2 separate regions of the Sus scrofa genome follow, and region 2 is linked to region 1. The links are chromatin contacts, called in public Hi-C maps. All regions are on one chromosome and are shown on one strand. Each heading gives the region's core, a stretch centred on a gene start, on an enhancer-like site or on the middle of the called end of the contact. The rest is flanking DNA. Distances are from core to core; before and after follow the strand shown. Region 1 holds the start of TMEM74B (transmembrane protein 74B). Region 2 holds the start of PSMF1 (proteasome inhibitor subunit 1).

Evidence for each region. Hi-C and Micro-C count contacts between places; a contact is called where the count stands out from the background.
Region 2: a Hi-C map of liver shows a contact between it and region 1, with 4 times the contacts expected there. The contact joins the promoter of PSMF1 here to the promoter of TMEM74B in region 1. A contact is called at or near these places in 1 of 5 promoter capture datasets (liver) and 4 of 47 Hi-C or Micro-C datasets (fetal heart ventricle, heart right ventricle, liver and 1 more).

What each region holds. Positions count from the first base shown.
Region 1 is chr17:34,098,069-34,101,500 of Sscrofa11.1, reverse strand. TMEM74B (transmembrane protein 74B) reads right to left here and starts at 1,990. Exons shown (of 3, transcript XM_013985206.2): 1 at 1,872-1,990.
Region 2 is chr17:34,163,003-34,166,651 of Sscrofa11.1, reverse strand. It overlaps PSMF1 (proteasome inhibitor subunit 1), which reads left to right and starts at 1,929. Exons shown (of 7, transcript NM_001243340.1): 1 at 1,929-2,209. The coding sequence starts at 2,081. LOC102164496 (a long non-coding RNA gene) reads right to left here and starts at 1,851. Exons shown (of 3, transcript XR_001302079.2): 1 at 1,676-1,851.

The sequences.
Region 1 (3,432 bases), core at 741-3,240:
AGCCTTAGTGCAAGTAGGCACGTTTTTCGATCTTTCTGATCTTCCTTCCAACATGGACTTGCATCAGACACCTCCTCTTAGCACACACAGAGCCTTTCATCTGAGTACAAAGCCTGTTTCCACTTACAACCCATCTCTATCACCACGTCCCTCTTTCCTGAGGTCCAATTTAATAAATGTTTACTGAGCACCTACAGTCCCCATTGAGCACTTCACTCAGGAGTATCCTGTCTAATCCTCACGAGCCCCACAAACAGGAATTACTATCTCCATTTTACAAAACGTGCCCAAGATCCCATGGCATGGATGTAGGGGCCAGGAGCTGAATGCAGGTTCCCCAAGAATTATCACCTAAGAGCCTGCAAACCCACACACTCTTGCACCAGTGGCATCACTCCGCCCTGCCTCCCTGGCTCTTCCAGGCCTCACCTGTAGATTCTCTACTGTCTGCCACTGTTTACAGCAACCATGAGCAGCTTGAGGGCACGTTTATGTCTGGGTCCTCAGCCCCCTGCTCAGGGCTTGGTACAGCCAGCCCTCGGGAATGATTCGAAGGCCCAGGCAGACATCCTTCTCACTTGCAGGATGGGCCAGGCTCTGCCCATGCTGCTCCCACTTTCCAGTAAACCAAGAGGAGAGGTATGTTCATTGGCTTTTCAAACTCTTGGCAACAAAAGCATGTTCCTGAGTGCCCAGCCACTAACAGGGACTGGCAGTCACGTCTCTGGCTCAGTTGGTGTCCAGATGTGGTCCCCCACCCAGGTCTTTAGCATCCTCCACCGAACTCAGCCCCCAGAGTGGCTTAGGAACTCCCTTCTCAGACCAGCACACTGATGCTTCCATATCCCAGAAGAAACCCAGAGCACCCAAATTCTGGGAGTAGGGCTCTCTCTAACCCGGCAGGAACCCAAAACTTTTTCCTTAGGATACCAGTGGGGATAGGGTGAGGGTAGAGAAAAGGAAGGTTCCCTCTCACCCAGAGTTGCAATGTGTCACACACAGGTTCAGAAACACCCACCACTTACACAAGGGTCCATTATCCTGTCAATTACCCCAAACTTAAGCAGAAACAGACAAGCTGACAATGACTCTAGTGTCCAGGCTCACTCCGCACAACTGTATCAGTTAGACTCCAATGTCATCTGCAGTCCAACAGGACCTGAAAGGCACACCCGGGTTCCACACTCATACCCCCAAGAGGCTTTTTCCACATTCAGCATGCACAGACTTGGGAAGCTACGCAGTGACCCACAGATCCACAGACCACACTAGCACCCGGACCCCAGGAAGGGACAAGGCACACACACGCGCGCGCACACACACACACACACACAGAGTAAACTACCCACAGGACTGCCAAGATCTAAGCCATACCCACCAAGATCCACTCTGGCCCAGCACCCCACCCACTGGTGCGCACTAACAAGCGGGAAGACAGACGCACAGCGGGCGTGGGTGAAGCTTCACAAAACCCAATCGATAGACTCACGCACGAGTTGTACACAAAGCCTCGGGCGCGCATATACGTCCACGCTGTTATACCCAAAGTTCTGCGCAGAAAGCCCCAGCATCCAGGCTGCCCGCCACACCCGCGCGCCCGCCAGCCAGCAGCTCACGCCCCCTGCTCCTGCCCTTGACCACAAACATCGCCGGGCCGGGCCGGGCCGAACCGGGCCAGGCGGCGCCGGTAGCAAGCCGGTCAGGCGGCCCAGGGAGGCCGGGCTCCGCGAGGACCGGCGTGCGCCCGGGTTCCCCAGCCGCGTGTCCTTCGGCCGGGCCGCGAGGTCAGGCTAGCTCTCCTTGGCCGCCCCTCCCCGACTCCGGCCCTCGGCCTCCCGCCGCCCCCCGCAGTCCCCTTCTGGCGTGCGTACCTGTGCTGGGCCTCCCTCCCCGCCTCCCCACGCGGGAGGCGAGGACGCTGGGCAGCCGCCGGGCGACGGCGAGGGCGCGTCCTCTCCGGGCGCCCACCCGCCTTCCCGCAGCCGGCGCCCGCCCGCCGGTGTCTGTGCTGCGGCGCAGTCCGGGAGGGAGCGGGCCCAGCCGCCGCCGCCGCCGCCGCCACCTCGTCCTCCTCGGCTCCCGCCCCCTTCCCGGCCGGGCCCGGCCCAGAGCCGCTGCCGAGGCGCACGTACCTGCTCGCGCCGCGCGTGGCTGTACCGCGGCGGCCTCGGCCGCTGGGGGCTCCGAGGAGGGAGGGACTGCGAAGGGGCGGGAGCCGGGGATCGCCGAGCGCAGCGGCTCCAGCTCCGCCCGCAGCCGGCGAGGGCGCCCGTAGAGTTAGCGCGGGGAGGCACTGGGAGGCGGGTAACCGACTGGAGTGAGGGGGGGAGGACACGGCTCCATCTTCCTCCCCCTCCTCTCCGGGCAGATCGGTTTTACCGACACCAGGATTTAGGGAACTGATGCCTAGAGCCCGCGGCGCCTGGGCGCAGGGGCGGGGCGCAGGGTGGGTGCTGAAGGAGACCCCTCCCCCGGCCGCCAGCCCTACCCCTCCGCTGGGGAAACCCTAGAGCGCGGAGCCCCCAAGCTTCCTCCTCCCCTCACCTCCCCTCACCCTCCTCGCAAGCACACCGCCCGCGGGTTGGACCCAGGGTCCCCTCCGTGGTCGGGATAGTCTTCTCCGGAGCGTGCGGCTCCGTGGCTCAAGGGCGCCACCTGAAGGCCAAAAGGAAGCCTCTGACACATTCCGCCGCCCCCGCCGTCCCCCACAAGCCCACACCGCCTTTTTCTTGCTCTTTCTCTGTGTGATGGTGCGGTGCCCAGCGCAAGTCGGGTGTGATCTTGGAGCACTGCCAACGGCCACACACCCTCACCCTCCAAAGCCCAGCTGCAACGTCCCCTCCCCTGGCAAACCAACTGGCTGCCCCCTACACTTCCTCGCCCAGGAGCCCCTCCAGCTGCATTCTCTTTGCCTGTGCATTTGTCCTTATCTGAGAGTTGCGATTTGGGGTAAGTACCTGCCTCCTTCATCGAACTGGCAACTCCTAGAGGACAGGGCCCCTGTCTGATCCCCCCAGAGCCCAGCGGTGGGTGTGGGTGACCGGGTGGACAGATTTCACTCTTTCGTCCCTTAATGGGGCTTAGATTAAGGTGAGTCAAGTGAGGTGCCTAAGAGGCAAACGTTAAGGAGACACTCCTTCCTTGGGGGCCCAGGTGGAGCCCACAGAGGAGTGTGGTCTGAAGATCCCGGGGTTTTCAGAAGTCTTTGTGGGTGGCTTACCCTTGTGGCATCAGGTAAGTTTTCTCACTCTATGGGCCTCAGTGTTCGCCTGGGAAGATGGGACCATGAAAACGCAGGTTCCAGGGCCTTTGGGAGGGTCAGCGGAGGTCAGCCATCTGGGAAGGACAGGCCGATGAAGATGCCCTGTCCTGGCTCTTTAGCTGCTTCATGAGAGGGCATAGCCTGTCCTGTTCCAAAGGCCAGACAGACAG
Region 2 (3,649 bases), core at 680-3,179, 65 kb before region 1:
TCCATGGGGTGTCAGGAAGCCCTCTGCTGAGGCTGACATGATGTGAGGAAAGGAGTCAGTTAAAATGAAAGAGCATGTGGATATATGAGAAAGTGCAGTTCGGGCAGAAAGAATACATGCAAAGGCCTGGAGAACAGAACACGCGGAAAAGGGAGACTGGTTAGGAAGCTACTGCTATAGTCCAAGTATGAAATGCCAGAGGCTCCAACCAGTGCGGGTAGGAAGAAGTGGTCGGATTCAGAGTATACTTTGAGGGTAAAGTGGACGAGCTTTGCTGTTCGATCCGATGTGGGTATAAAAGAAGAGGGGAGTCAAGATCACTGCAGACGAGTGCAGGGGATGGGAGGAGAGTTGGAGGAGATAATGTTAGAGAGAGGCAGGGGTGGGGAGCACAGACCATAAGATGGTTCCTACAGACCATGGGAAGGACTTACTTTTCTCTGCAGTGTGATGGGAGCTCTGGGAGGGTTTTGAGCAGAGGAGGGATGTGAGCTGGCATACGTTCTAACAGAATCTCTTGTTGCAGAGTGTAGAATAGACTTTAGGGAGACAGAGATAGAGTAGGGCAGTTGAGAGGCTGGTGTCAACATCCCAGTGAGAGATGATGGTGGTTTGCAGCAGGGAGCTGACTGAGATGGGAAAACAAAATTTGTTTGAGTAAAAGCAATAAGAGGATTTCAAGAAACTTGTTGAAGAACTAATACATAATAAAAATTACGAAGGAGGGAATTCCCGTTGTGGCTCAGAAGAAATGAACCCAACTACTATCCAAGAGGATGCAGGTTCCACCCCTGGCCTCCATCAGTGGGTTAAGGATCCCACATTGCTGTGAGCTGTGGCAGAAAAAAAAAAAATTATGAAGGAGACAGGAAAATGAATGACTGAAATTTGGTAGTAGATCAGGAGCACCAGCTCTGGAGTTAGCAGCTGTGTTTTTGGGGGGAAGTGGCTTCCATTCTTTGAACTGGTGATAAATATGAAAAGTGGGAATAATAATGAAACTTAACACATAGAGTTTTTGATAAGGTGATATAAAGGTGTTTGTTTTTTTGTTTTTTTTGTTTTTTGTTGTTTTTGGTTGGTTGGGTTTTGTTTTGTTTGTTTGTTTGTTTTGTCTTTTTGCCTTTTCTAGGGCTGCTCCTGCGGCATATGGAGGTCCCCAGGCTAGGGGTCTAATCGGAGCTGTAGCCACTGGCCTACGCCACAGCCACAGCAACGCGGGATCCGAGCCGCGTCTGCAACCTACACCACAGCTCACGGCAACGCCGGATCCTTAACCCACTGAGCAAGACCAGGGATCAAACCCGAACCTCATGGTTCCTAGTCAGATTCGTTAACCACTGCGCCACGACGGGAACTCCCGATATAGAGGTTTTGACACAGGATCTAGCAGCAATAAACATTTAATCAATGTTATCCAAGGAGCTAGACTAGATTGCAGTATCACCTCTGCCACTCACTCATCTTGGTCAAATTTACCCCTTTGTTCCTGTTTACCCATCTGTAAAATGGAGTTAACAAAAACTTTATGGGGTTGGATTGTGAGTTTTAAATAAATGAATACAAGTATTTAGAATTACGTGGTCCGGAACAAGCACTGCATAAGTGCTAACGATTATTATCAGTATATTTTAGGCCTATTTCATAATCTCTTCCGCCACCAGCATAAACCCACCTCATTCTGCAGATGAGAAGTCTGTGGCTCTGAACAAAGTAGCCCCTCCTCAAGGACGCCACAGCCTGCGTGTAGTGGCTCCGCCAACTACGGCCAGTTGAAGATTTCGTCTTTGAAGGACCTCACCCCCAGGATATCCGCCTCGCCCGCCCGCTGCCTGGCGGAACATTTGAGAGTCGCGCTCTTGCTTCCAGTCGGGCTCACTCTCGCAGCACCGCCGGCCCCGGCAGGCACTTCCGGCGGCCACGCCCCCAGCACTGGGGCGTCTCCATTTTGGCCGCGCAGGTTAGGGACGTGACTCAGACCAGCGGATCGGCGAAGCGGTGTTCTCGGTACTCTGAGGGCCGAGCCGGCTCACCGCACTCTCTCCCTTCCTTATTCTGCCTGCAGAGGCCGGGGGCGCGCATGGCGGGCTTGGAGGTCCTGTTCGCGTCTGCGGCGCCGACCATCACCTGCGCGCAGGACGCCCTCGTCTGCTTCCTACACTGGGAGGTGGTTACGCACGGCTACTACGGCTTGGGCGCCGGCGACCAGGTACGCCAACCGAGCCAGCCCAGGGCCAGGGTGGAGGGGGTAAGGTGTCTCCTGCCTGAACCCAGAGGACCGTCGGCTTGGTCCTTAGTGCCTGGCCTTCCCTCCTCCCCAAGTCCAGGCACTGAGGCTTATGACACCATTGCTCCCTATGGCCTGCAGGTCAGGGAGGTGCTAGCTGAACTGTCCCAGCCCAGCTGGCACAACATGATTTGAAAAGCCAAGGACAGAGTCTCGCTCCCGTACAGCCCGGCAGTCTCCCAGGCCGGGATTGTGTGGATCTGGCACCGAGGCAGGTGTGCAGCCCCCCTGAGCCCTCTTCACCTATCTGAACTCCGCGAAGCTTCTTCCCATACAGCTGGGTGGGTGGGGCTGTTGTCAGCACTATCCTCCTACTGTACTTAGCGCCCAGCAGGTATCTGGATCCATGCAGGGGTATAGGGGTGAGCTTGGACCCATTCAGCTCCAGTCAAGGGCCCTGAGAGCTCAGACACCCTCTCCCTTTCCTGAAGGGCCCAGTGCAGCCCACTCTCTGGTTGTCATCTTTAGCTCAGGCTTTGGGGCAAGAACAGCCTGCCACACACATGCAGAGGTGCACCCTGTGTGTGAGGGCCTGTAGGTTTGCATCCCCAAAGATGTCCTACAGGACCAGCCCCTCCTGTTCTCTTGTCCTCAGGTTCTGCCTCTTCCTGCTGGGGGCCTTGTTGTCATCCCCACAGAGCCCTAGGACTGCTGGGCCCAGGCAGCCTCACTAATTCTTTGCTGTAGCATTCTCCCATCTGCCCCTGCCCCTTCCCTCTGACTCTCCCCCTCCACATCCTTGTACACTTCCTCTGAGAACTGGGCGGGAAGCCCTTACTGTCCCTTCGCTCCATCTGAGAAAATAGCCTCCCGTACACACACTCAGCCAAGCCACCACTGCCTTTTCACTGTCAGAACCTAGACCAGCTCTGGGGAGCAGGGTGCTTCACTCCTTCCATCTCACAGTGAGATCTTAATCTTACTTTCATTTCTAACTGCTTTAGTTCTCAAGCTCCCTAATCCTTTTTAGTTTCTCACGCATACATCCAGAGACTTAGTTTTTCTTCTTCTGATACAGAGCTTTAGGGATCCCTCGTCAAACACAGTTTATACATCCAGGTTCTGTACCCCATCCTCACTGTCCATTCCTTTTCCCTTAGAACTGTTGACCAAGACCATCACACCCTGATCAACAGGAATAAGAAACACAAGTATTGTCATGGATCTCTGGCTCCCCCCCTCCCCCAGACTTGGCTTTTCTGATCGCCCTGCACTTTGTCTCACTTGCCTTGCCTTTCAACATTTCACAATTTGGGACCAGGTAGAGGCGGCCCACACTAAACAGTCAAATTTCCCCTTTCAGTGCATAGTCTCCCCACTTGGCTCCATTCCAGCTTTCCAGTCTTTAACAGCCCTTTCACT